2 separate regions of the Mus musculus genome follow, and region 1 is linked to region 2. A link is a contact called in public Hi-C data. All regions are on one chromosome and are shown on one strand. Each heading gives the region's core, a stretch centred on a gene start, on an enhancer-like site or on the middle of the called end of the contact. The rest is flanking DNA. Distances are from core to core; before and after follow the strand shown.

Region 1 (6,507 bases), core at 1,214-3,713, 220 kb before region 2:
GAATTATACAGCAGTCACAAGGTAAGAAGACCACTGGGCGGTCTGTCTTCCTAGGGACTAAGGTTTGAGCATACCAGAATAAAACTCGGAAAATGACTAATGCAGTTTGGAGCTCTGGTTCTTGCTGCAGTATTCCATGTAAACCAGCACACACTTTCTTGCCCTGTCCTTTACAAGCAGTGCTTTCAGGCAGGTATAACTGTAGAACTCAGTAAATAGAGCAGAGATCCTCCTACTGTGGTTAAAGGTGTGTTGTGTTGCACCATCATATGTAGGTACAACTAAGAATTTTAAATATCATACCATAAACCAACACCTTATTTCGACTTACATACCCACACAAAACATACACCATGACGCCCACCCTAAAAATAAGCAAGAAAAAGGGGACACAGCAGAATTATTAGCAACAGCAGGAAAACAGTAAATCTAAAACCAGACTGGATTGCATAGCGTAATAAATAAGTTAACAAACCAATACACTGCCCAAATGCCTATCAACTGACAACCAAAATAAGGTACGTGAATTAAAAAAAAAAAAAAACAAAAAACAAAAAACTTTCACCCATAAAAAAATAATTTTTAATAAATCTTGCATCTGGGCAATTTATCACTGTGTATCTTTTCATAGTAACTGGTATAGAAGGTGCCATGCAGCTATGAAGTGATTCCACTGATATAAACCCATGATACTTAATTTGACTTAAAAAATTCAAATTACTTTGAAAATGTTAGCCCCAGTAAAATTAACTTGGTAAAAGTTCTAGAAGTACCATTAATTGAACAAACATATCAATTGTACTGTCATTTGATTGTATGCAAAACAAAACTAATTACTTTCCTTCAATCAAGACTGCAAAAAGTAGTGAATGCAAAGGAATTATTAGTGCAGCCACTGTAAACAAAGTACAAGTTCGTCTGAAATGTGTTTAAAGCTGTATGTCCACAGTTGCCCCTGTAATTTAGACTCACAACTCAAAAGGACGGGGTTGTGAGATTGCTGACCAAATATGCAGAAAGGGGAGGAGGAGCCCATGTTCACAAGGTTAAATACAAGGTTCTTATGGATCCCTCCCCGCTGCGGTCAGCAGGGCTGACTCTGCCTCTCTCTCCTCTCTCTTACACCTCTTTCCCTTTGCCTACTTTACTTTAGCAGATCTTCTTTTCTTATTCAAATGCTACTTTTCCAAAGTATTCTACAACCAAGTCTAAACTGTTTTAACTTTCTTTAGAGAATACATTTCTCTTCCTTAAGGGGGAGAGGTTGGGGCTGGTGAGATGGCTCAGTGGTTAAGAGCACCCGACTGCTCTTCCGAAGGTCCGGAGTTCAAATCCCAGCAACCACATGGTGGCTCACAACCATCCGTAAAGAGATCTGACTCCCTCTTCTGGAGTGTCTGAAGACAGCTACAGTGTACTTACATATAATCAATAAATAAATCTTAAAAAAAAAAAAAAAAAAAAAAAAAAGGGGGGAGAGGTATTGGAGGAGACTCAAAGAAATTCAAAGGAGCCCCCAAAGCTAATTCAAGTAAAGTAATTTGTTCATTTCAAATTTGGACCCACACTCTATAAAAATCTGTTTTTTGACATTATGAAGGCATCTAAATGGCCACTTGTTAACTATGACCCGTGTCGGTGTATGCCCATCTATAGTCTGTAATAGCCTGTTGATCAAGAATACAGGTTTTCTCAAAGTGTCTCTACACTCAAAAAAAGTTAGTGTAATATTAGAAGTCAAAACAGTGTTGTTACATGTGTGCGTTATCACCTCTTTTCCTGGGTGACTGACTTTGGTCTTTTTTGTTTTCAGCTACTTTCAAAGAACTTAACTTCTAGCACTCTTTAGCTTCCAGTGGTTGCCTACGTACCCGGCTTTGCAGAGACACACACGCACACACCCCGCAAGTACGCATGAGTACCAGAGTTCGTTTTCCTCTCCTGCCTGCACCCTACCCCTTCCATAAGGATCTGTGTGATACAAGCCATATCTCCCTTGTAACGGACGGGGCACTACAGACAGAGCACTGGAAAGAAGCCCCTGCGCTGAAATCATAACAGATGTGGGTAGATATGGAGAATTGGCTCAGGGGTTTCCTGGCTGTTCTCATTTCTCAATGAAGAGGATGGAAGGGTAAATCATTCAACCGTGATGCTTCCTGCATCTAGGCAGACAACTAAGCTCTGCAACATTGTTCGCAGACTTAGTATTGGACAGTATACTGTTTTAGAATAAAATGTACCCTGTACATTTCTGTCTCTAAAGTGCTTCCCTCAGACCTAACATTTTGAAGTCCAAATAAGAGCCCTGACGAGAGATGAGAGCTTTCTCAGATGGGTACAAGGTTTCTATTGTAATTAAGTAAGGTACTCAGTAGGCCTAGTTAGTGTAGAAACAAACCCAAAGCAAAATCACAAACAAATGCCACTCCACACAAGTTGCTATGCTCCAACAACCATAATCATTTAGTCAAGATGTGAAAAACAGGAAACTACACTGTGGTGAGAATGAGAAACTGTGCTTTGAAAAGCAGCTTGCCTATTCTCCCAATCAATAGTCAAGATACCAAACAAGCAACAAGCCAGAATCAAACCCATGTCCACACAAATCATCTTCATTGTAAACGTATGTTCAGACTGCATACTCAAAATGACTAAGACACACATGTCCAAACTAATGATTTCCTGGACTCCAAGAATGCTTTTTATCAATATAAAATCTCTAATTGAAAGACAACTGCCTTTCACACCCTAAAATATCTGTTGTGCTACCTTTCACAGCTTCCTTTCCCTTCACTGTCAGAAGCAGTGCCTGAATAGGAAACCACAGATTTTCTGCTCCCTATATATTGGGACAAACAAATGAACAAATTCAAGACAGGAGGTTACACCAAGAGATGACCGCACATGTCTTTTGTGAATCTCACTCCGACCTCCCAATGTATGTATACATTCTCTGCTGCATTGGTACCAACAACAGAATCCAATGTGTGTCTCCACATGAAAACATACTGTCAGGAAGCAGGAAGGACAATGTCACAATAATGTGACATTTAGAGTTCCTAGTCTCCTATAGAAATCTCAGAAAATGCTGGCATGATTTAATTAATACATTTATCTGAGTTCAAGAAACAAGACTTAAAGAAATGGGAAAGATGTATTTAAGTGTGCAAAGTCTACAGTTTATATGGGCAACTGCTCTTCCTTGTACAAGTTACTGAGCTACTACTTACTCTGTACATGTGAAAGATGGCAGAGTTGATTAGGACTGTTTTTAAAAAGAGAGAAAAAAACAGCCTAGAGAAACCCAATATATATTTGAAGTATTTAAAATCCTCCAGTTCAGTACAGTGTTTTTCTTTAGAAATAAAAATAGATACTAATTGTAAAAGTTGCCAAAATTAACAACTCCTGCAGGCACTACATACATGCACTGGGTGCACAGAAATACATTCTGGCACAACAACAACACCACGTACACATGAAAGAAAACTAAAGCAGCAACTTCAAGAATGACAAAACCATTTTCATTTGCCAGCTCAAAAATACACTTCTCGTATGGCAAATTATGTAACTAAATACCTTATTATCATTCTTAGAAAAATGATGAAATCTTACACCATTGAGCAGGTATGCCCATGATATATAAATTAATCATACTTTTATACAGTATTTTCACTCTAGGCATCCTAAGTAGTTCATACTAATTCTAATAAAGTATAACTACTGTTTTATTATGATTAGTTATTAATCTCAACGTTCCTGATAGTAAGAATCCGTAGTAATAAGTATGCATGGCAGGAGGAGGAACAGAATTCAGTGCTATATGGTTCTGAGCATCTACTCTGGACTGAGGAATGAGAAGCTAATGAGAGGTGTGAAATGGAGCTAACAGAGTTTAAAGAGAGAGCCAAGAATCATCGATGATCAGAAAAATGAGCCTGGGCAGCCTTGAAGAAGCATGAGAGCAGAGAAATAAGGATGTGTCTTTTCTTACCTACCAACAGAAGCAACCACCAGTGCCAAAAGAGTACACATGATACACTACATGAAAGTATACATGTACACATGAGCTGACCACACAGCAAGAGTGCAGAAGCCTGAGAAACTTCCAGGCAGAACTCCTAAGTTATTCAATATGGGGGATGGGAGGGCATGGACACAAATTAATATGGAATATTGCTTGGCCACAAAAAAAAAAATCTGTAAATCAGAGACATTTTTAAAAGATTTCTTTATTTAATGCATGAGTGCCCTGTGTGTATATGTACACCTGCATGCCAGAAGAGGGCATCAGATCCCAGTATAGATAAAACCACCATGCAGTTGCTGGGAATTGAACTATGGAAGAGCAGATTGTGCACTTAAGCAAAGAGCCATCTCCCCAGCCCTGACCAAGAACATCTAAGCTTGTGACATAAATGGTTTGTACTTCTAGTAACAGAACACTACATCACACTATAAACCTAAATTTAACATGTCAATTCATTTCACATGAAAGAGAAATCTAGAAAGAGTAACAGTTCATGAGAAGGATAGGGCTAAAAATAACCCAGGCCACCTGTTTCATTAACCTGATCCAACAGAATTTTGCCACCTTGTAGAAGGAAGGTGTGAAGAAGTAGCTGTGTGTGAGTAAAACGGACAAATGACTGATTTATTCACAATAATGTCTGGTTTTCAGACATTATTGCTTACCATTACTAGCTGGAGGTATGCTCTATTTTCTTCATTATTGATGAGAACAGACAATACTCATATTTTTACTTACAAAAGATGATGTATCCATGAAAACAAATAGACAAAATAAGACAGTGCCATTTCTCTTGCCTGGTGATGGGAATCCCCAGGAGAGCTATCCTATTTATTCAACAAAGCACTACCAAAACACTACAGCCTAATCCTCCCTTTCCTGGTACCCAGGTCCCTTATCCTTCAGCTTTTCCTCAGAAGATCTTCCAAGCAAAACAGTCAGAATTCAAAGCTCTTGGGCAAAAACTGTAATTATCAGGCTGCCAATGCCAAAAAATCCAGCCACACTTCTAAAACAGTACTCTTTAATTTGTCCTCTACATCCAGAATGAACAACCCTTTAAATAGAAATGGGAATTTTCCAACATGGAAATAGCTCTTTAGTGAAACCACTCTTTCGGACTAACCCAATTAGGCCCACTTCTCTCACACAGGCATAAACTGGAACATAGAATGTGACTATGATAGTAAATGGAAACACTAAAAATGTACCTGCCCACAGAGTTCCACTTTCAAATGGAACATTTTTTCTTTAGCAGCTACCACCACACCAAAAGGAAGTCCCATCTTTGAGTAGAAACTAAGACCTAAAACAGGAATTACATCCTGCATAGCTAAGAAATCAATATAAACTTCAAGGTCAAAAGTCATGAACATTAGTTATGCTGTAAGTTAAGAAGTCTCACTGGACCCGGGCAGTGGTAGTGCACGCCTTTAATCCCAGCACTTGGGAGGCAGAGGCAGGCGGATTTTTGAGTTTCAGAGCAGCCTAGTCTACAGAGTGAGTGCCAGGACAGCCAAGGCTACACAGAGAAGTCCTGTATCGGGGGGGGGGGGGGGGGAGGAGGAGGGAGGAAGGAAGGAAGGAAGGAAGGAAATAGGAGGAAAAAAGAAGAGGAAGAAGGAGGAGAAGAAAAAAGGAAGAGGAGAAGAAGAAGAAAAAAGAACAAGAAGTGGTCGTTGTCTCACTGGAAATATTTCCATCCCTAAAGCACACACTATTAACTTAAAATTCTGCTTCTGTACAAATGCTGTTTTGTGGTCTTAATTAGCCAGTTTTCAATTGATTTGCCTCCGTATACTACAAAAATCCATTTAAGAATACTTACTTGTTGCTGAAGAAATACTCTGATCAGTAAATTGTTCGTCAACCAAGCATGAGACCCTGAGTCAGGACACACAAATCCTCACATAAAAAGCTGGTCACCACATTACAATCTTAATGTTAGGGAGTTGGAAACAGGGGGATCCCTCAGGCTTGCTGTTCACCTAACTCTACTTATATTGGTGTCTCCATGTTCAGTGAAGAGACCCTTTCTAAAAGGTCGTTTCATTCATTTTTTTATTACTTATTGCTTAATTCCTAAATGTTCACCTTCTAAAAGTTTAGGTGTATAATAAATAACAAAGAGTACAATACAGCTTTAAGCAAACAGTCCATTTTCACTGCTCTAATTAAGCTAAGCTGACTCCCTCTGCACTTGACACTCAGCTGTGTGTGTCTATTATGGTATACACGGGGCCCAGGTGAAGCAAGCCTTATGGTGATAGTGAGGACATGACACGTGGGTCATCAACCAACTGCAGGAGAGCTGAGGGAAATGCAGCAAGGCCACACCAAAGCCACTAATCTGCCCTACAGACCAGAGACACATCAGCATAATTGAAACCAGAATGTGAGAAAGCCAAGAAAACTTAAAAGAGGTGCAAACATTCATAAGAGGAGGAGCAGCATGGATTTAATTATTTCTACTA
Region 2 (6,478 bases), core at 1,612-4,111:
GCCCGGCCTAGGTCATGCAATTTTATGGGGGCGGGGGACTGAATATCCTTGTGGGTCCAATCTTTTGTTCTTATTGTTATGATGATGAGGAAGAAGAAGAAGAAGAAGAAGAAGAAGAAGAAGAAGAAGAAGAAGAAGAAGAAGAAGAAGAAGAAGAAGAAGAAAATAATGTGGGTGAGGAAGGAGGAGGAAGAGGAGGAGGAGGAGGAGGAAGAAGAAGAAAATGTAACTGTGTCTGACCTGGAACTTGCTATATAGATAGAGCTGGGCCTGAACTTATAGTGGTCCTCCTGCCTCTGCCTCCTGAGAACTTGAATGGCAGGACAATCAGAATTTCAAGCTCATATTCAGCTATGTACATTGCTATCTATAGCAAATTCAAAACCAGCCTGGAATAGTGAGCTATCCAAGACTTTGTTTAAGAAAAAAAGTTGTTGGTTTAATCCCTTTGTTTGCAAGGAAGGATTATAGTCTATTTTTGTTTGTTTGTTTGTTTTGAAACAGGGTCTTATTATGTAGTCTATGCTAGCCTTGAACTTTCAACCCGACGGCTCGAGCCTCCAGAGTAGGTGGAATTACAGGTGCGTGCCACCAAGCCCAGCAGGACAATATGCTTGTTGGGAGAAAATACTGTTATGCTGGTGAGAGAGAACATAATTTAGAATAAAATACCCAATTCTACAAAGCCATGGGAGGGTTGTAAGCGAAGAAAACATAATCATTTAGTGGACTGGTCTCCCCAGCTCCTTCTTTTCCAGTGAGAAAGCCATCAGAAATCAAATTAAGATCAGAAATAACTTGATGAATACGGAGCAGAGCAGAGGAAACTGGATCTCCTGGAGGGCTTATTTCTGTGGCATGGTGTCTGCCCCTCGAAACATCCTCCATCAGCAAGGAATATGTTTGCCCAGTCAACTGGATGTTTGTGTTGGCTGGCAGACTCTTCTCTGCTCAGCGCTGAGAAGTGCCTCATGTTTCCAGCTCCTTCCGGATTCCGTGGCTCCGGTGGCTCCGTGTTTGTGTTTATCTCTACCTCAGTTGGGATCCACACTCCTCTCCCGTTGCACTTTCTATGTGTATCATTTATTTCTCATGGAGCGGTGTTCTGACTCCCTTGTCATTAGATCATATTTTAAAAAAAAATTTAAAACTTGAGATTGTTTTTAAGGTCAGATCTTTTTACATAACCTAAGCTGGTCTGAAATTCTCCAGCTTTCTAAGTATGAGGAAGACTCATGTGTTTGTGTGTGTGTGTGTGTATATGTGTGTGTGTGTGAGAGAGAGAGAGAGAGAATGTCTGAACTAACTGGTCAAAATTTTTCTTTTTGGAGACAGGGTCTCACTATATAGGCCTGGAAACTGACTGTGTAGACCAGGCTAGCCTCAAATTGCCTCCCAAACACTGGCATTAAAGACATGAATAACCGTGCTCAACAACCTAATTTTATTTTATTAATACATTCTTCAGAGAATGATGCTTTTAACCCTTATAATCTGTCTGTCTGTCTGCCTAAATATATAGAGAGTTGTGGATCTAGCTCATGGTAGAGAGCTTGCCTAGCTAGCATCTACAGGATATTTTATTTGATCCCTAATACAATCCACACACACACACACACATTCTTACACACTCACATACACACACTCACACACACACACACACACACACACACACACACACACTCACACCAAGCTCAACCTCTTGTTCCTTTGGGTTGGGCTGTGCGTAGCTCAGAGGGAGAGTTAGCACTGGCTTAGCATTCACAAGGTCCCGGGTTCAGTATTAAGCATTGAGAAAAAGCTATGCTGAATGCAGTGAGCAACAACATCTCTCTCCAGGCCCGGAGATAGGTTCCTAGCACCAAGAAGGGGAGGAGTAGCTGCTGTGGCTGTGTTCTTGATCTTAGGGGAAACCTTTTCATCATTAAGTGTCACATTTACTATACAATTCACTATATATTTCCCTGAGGGTGCTTTTTATCAAGTTGGAAATTTTCTCGCCCCTTTCTGTTCATATTTTTTCTGTTTTATCATAAATAGACGTTGAATTCTGTTAAAGATTACTTTATATTGAATGATTCTGTCTCCTCTTCCTCCTCCTCCTCCTCCTCCTTCTTCTTTTTGGAACAAGGTCTCAGGCTGCTCTGGAACTCAAAGTCTTCCTGTGTGGGCTTTGAAATGCCAGAACTACAGGTGTATGTCATGGTTGCCTGGTTGTCTGTTGCAATGTTGTTAAGGATTTTCTGCGTCTATATTACTGAGAGTATGGTCAGTGGTCACAAGGCAGGGCAGAAAGACAGACAAGAAATCAAGAGAACAGGGAAGGAACGAAGCTCCTAGCCCTGGGATCTAGTTTGCTCCCTGCTGATGAGAGACAGGAAGCTTCATTGCCGCTGATAAAACCAAGGTTGCCCACTGAGTCTTCTTTCCTAGGGCATCTCAAACCAGGATGTGAGGAACACTGGTGGGCAGGTTCATGGCCAGCATGAGTGTGGCCTGAGTTTAAACTGTGTTAACACTTGTAAAAACACCTGATAATTTCATTCATAAAAGAGAAATAGATAAGCCAGCTTATTTTGTTTTTCAACTTAATCTTTAAACTTCACTCAACTTTTAAATGTCGGTTAATCCTTAAAGCTCGCTGTGAATTATATCCCTCAAGCAATGTAATTTATAAAGCCAAGGCAGTATGTGACCCTCTAAATGTGACAACTAAGTGTGACAGTCCCTCTCCAGGAAACCTCACCTTTTCTTTGCTGTGCACTGTTATTTTCTCATACAACCCTCTGTGTGGACACCGGATAAAACCCACTCCTTTGCTTCAGGCTGATTCATCTTGAAGTTTCTGTGGTGGAGTCAAGGATGTGGCTTTCCCTGAGTGAGGGTCACTGAGGGGGAAGGGACTAAGTCCTGTGGCTGCTGGTGAGGACAGGGCTGGGCTGTGGCTCCTCCCTGTTGGCTGGGTGAAGTTCTTCTATGTGGTCTTTGTCTGGATGGGGGTCAGGGTAGCATCATAAAGTCAAACAGGAAGTATGCTTTTCTCGCTCCTCCTGCCCCGCTCGGAGATCATATAAAATTAGTGGGAACTCTTCTATAAACGCATAGTAAGAGTCACTACAGAATCATCTGGGGTGGACTCCTCTTGTCTGGTATTTAAAGATGCAGCTTTAACAAAACAAACAAATAACAAACAAACAACAAAAATAAGGGCTGGGAAGATGTTAAGCAGATAAAGGTGCTTGCAACCAAACTTGACTTGAGCGGGCTCCCTGGACCCCACATGGTGGAAAGACAGAACTGGCTTACAAATTCTCCTCTGACCTCCATCTACACACACCCTGACAGGTCCAGGGAGCACCCCCCCAAACAAACAAACACATAGATAGATGTTAAGCAACAATAATAAAAGCATGACAAAAAGACATAAAAACAACAAAGAAAAATACATCCTTAAATATGATGATTACTATATTTTTTTGTGGTTGCATATCTGTGATTCTACCACTTAGGAGGTGGAGGCAGGGGGATCAGGAGTTCAAGGTCATCTTTAGCTGCACAGCAAGACCTTGTCACACCTCCTACACTCAAAAACTATACTTAAAATATACTTAATGCATCAATAACATGATTACTCTCCCTCCCTCCCTCCCTCCCTCCCTCCCTCCCTTCCTTCCTTTTTTCTTTTTTGATATAGTCTTGTTCTGTAGAACAGGCCGACCTGGGATTTACTAGGGATCACAGTGATTAATCACTTTTAAAGGTCAGATCCCAGGGACTGTGTCTATAGTTCAGCTGGTAGAATGCTTCCTAGCATGCACTAGATCCAGAGTTTAATGCCCAGCATGGCATAAGCCAGGTGTAGCCCATCCCTGTAACGGCAGGATCTGTAATTCCAGCAGGTAGAGGCAGCAAGATCAGGAGTTCTAGATCACTCGAGGCTGTCCAGCAAGTTCCAGGCCAGCCTAGGGCCCACGATGGAACGGAGGAAGAAAGACAGAAGAACAAATCCCAAGCCACCTGAGTGAGACCTCCACTTTGAAGCTCTGTCTACAAAACACAAAAGTGCTGGGGGTTTGATGAGACATGCCTGTCATTCCAGGGTCTAGGGGCAAGGCAGGAGAATCGTGAGTTTTAGGGCAGCCTGGGTTACAGAGTGGTGTAGAGTCTCAAAACCACCAATCAATCAATCAATCAACCAACCAACCAACCAACCAACCAACCAACCAACCAAAGAAACAGAAACAAACCCCTAACCAACCATCATCACCACCATCATCATCATCAACAACAACAAAAATCCCCAAAGAAAGCATAGGTCTTTACTATTTAGGGTGAGTTGCTTCAGTCAAACCTTCTGTTTCCCTTATCGCCTCTCTGCTCAGCAAGAGGAGGATGAAGTCTCCTGTGTGAACGGAATGCTGGTGAGAACTGCCTGCCTGCCTTCCTGCCTGCCTTCCTGCCTTCCTGCCTTCGGGACTGACTCACTCAGCTTTACTTCAAAGTACATGGGGTCTGTCAATTTCTCTCCTTGGGCTACTCCACCAGACCACATCCTTTAAAGAGAGATGACAGGGGCCGGTGAGATGGCTCAGCCAATGAAGGCTCTCACTAATGCAAGCCTGGAGACCTGTGTTAGAGCCTCAGAACCCATGTGAACGGGAAAGGAGAGAAGTGAGTCTACAAAGTTGTCCTCCACTCTCAACATGGTCATGCACCATCCTCCTCCTCCTCCTTTTGCTCCTCCCCCTCCTTTTGCTCCTCCCCCTTCCCCTCCTCCTCCCTCCCCCTTCCCCTCCTCCTCCTCCTCCTCCTCCTCCTCCTCCTCCTCCTCCTCCTCCTCCTCTTCTTCTTCTTCTTCTTCTTCTTCTTCTTCTTCTTCTTCTTCTTCTTCTTCTTCTTCTTCTCTCTCTCTCTCACACACACACATACACATACACACACACAATCACAATAATAAATGCGTAAAAAATTTTTAAAAATTAATACCCTACAGAGGTTCTTAGAAGCACAGTACTTGGTATTTCTTAGTTGGGGCTGTTGTTATTCTGCTAAAGTGAAGGGAATAGATTCTCTTGATTGGTCCTACTTTTGGTTGTTAATTAATTAGTTAGTTAGTGTATATATATATATATGGATTCTTGTGTGCCATGGCACTGGTAGACAGAGGACAGCTTGCAGGAGTCCTTTCTCTCCTTCCACCCAGAGGCTGCACTGGGGTCCTCAGGCTCAGAAGCCTAGCCTTGGCTGGTCCCCTTTTAAAAGCAGGGGCAAGAGAGTAGCTTATCTGTTGTCATTTTTTGGTTTGCTTATCACCAGGCTGGCCTCTAACCTGGGATTCCCTTGTCTCCATCTCCCGAATGCTGGGATTACAGGTTCATAATCCTGACAGGGTACTTGGGCTAAGTTACTACTCCTGATGCCCATTGGCCCATATAGCAGGGTGTCTCACCTTAGTGTTACCAACCTACCTGGCTTCTATTCAGTTTAGGCCACAACTTCTTTCCAGTTGTGGCAATACGAAGTATCTCTAAACATTGCCAAACAGTCCCCAAGGTGAAGTCACACCATTACCCTACAGTTACATGAGCACTTTTTTTTTTTTTCTTTTTAAACATGCTATGGGTGAAAGTTTGCAAGAGCTTTACAGTGGAGGTGAAAGTACTTTTGTGACCCACAGGAAGGCAGTTGCTTACCCCTCTCCCCTGAGGGCCTGTCAGAATTTCTCTGTGACATTAAGTAGCTTTTAGCTTGGCAGAGGACAGTGAGAGACTGCTTTGTAGGTGAAATGTGACAGCAAATCTCTTCATTTGGATCTAGGAGATCCTTGCACAGCTCTGCTCAAGAAGAGACGAGGAAGTGTGTGCAGTGATGGAGGGGAGAGGTGAGGAGTGTCAGGAGGTGCCCGGGGAAGTTTGGGGCCAGGCCTCAGGTGATAGGCAGGTGGTAGGTACCCTGGTGCTGAGCAGATTAGGGTGGATCAGGGCTGGCTGGGGGGTGGGGGTGGGGGACCTGAGCGATGGAATGGGCTCCCTCCTTTGCCCATCCTCAGATCCACGGGTTGCATACCTTTGGGAAGTCTGGTTGAAAGGCAGGAGGCGTGTACTTACAGTGACTCTGGAAATGGAGGTGAGGGGTCTGTGATACTGAGAACAGGGAGGAACAGGAAGTGAGAGCCCAGATCTGAGAGGCCAGCCCTCTTCAAATTCCTTGATCTTGGGAGACAATACCAGACTGGTCATAGATTCCAGAGGGGGCAGGGGCAGAGGGAGAGGGAGAGGGAGGAGGAGGGACAGAGACAGAGACAGACACAGAGATACAGAGATGAACCAGAGACGGAGAATGAGGACCTAAGACTGTGATAGAACAAGCATAAAGCTCTGGCTCCAGGGTTCCATCTGTCGTACCACACCCAGGAGAGAAATACAACAGGATAGGCAAGCCGTAAATTCTGGCGTCCGTCAGGAGAGAAGATACTGAG

What was found. Hi-C and Micro-C count contacts between places; a contact is called where the count stands out from the background.
Region 1: a contact with region 2 is called in a Hi-C map of CD8 T cells, with 2.1 times the contacts expected there. The contact joins two enhancer-like sites. A contact is called at or near these places in 1 of 484 Hi-C or Micro-C datasets (CD8 T cells) and 4 of 115 datasets of contacts at active chromatin or transcription factors (acute myeloid leukemia, effector CD8 T cells and embryonic stem cells).

The regions. Positions count from the first base shown.
Region 1 is chr13:44,807,192-44,813,698 of GRCm38.p6, reverse strand. The region is part of intron 1 of Jarid2 (jumonji, AT rich interactive domain 2); the gene reads right to left. Among named protein-coding and RNA genes, the nearest start is that of Jarid2, 79 kb to the right of the region's middle. Within about 2 kb of position 2,463, at least 18 of the 459 cell types and tissues checked have an H3K27ac peak or open chromatin away from gene starts, as enhancers often do. A contact at or near this core is called in CD8 T cells and effector CD8 T cells, where this site is marked.
Region 2 is chr13:44,584,449-44,590,926 of GRCm38.p6, reverse strand. The region is part of intron 2 of Gm40931 (a long non-coding RNA gene); the gene reads left to right. Among named protein-coding and RNA genes, the nearest start is that of Gm34276, 19 kb to the right of the region's middle. Within about 2 kb of position 2,861, at least 32 of the 459 cell types and tissues checked have an H3K27ac peak or open chromatin away from gene starts, as enhancers often do. A contact at or near this core is called in CD8 T cells and effector CD8 T cells, where this site is marked.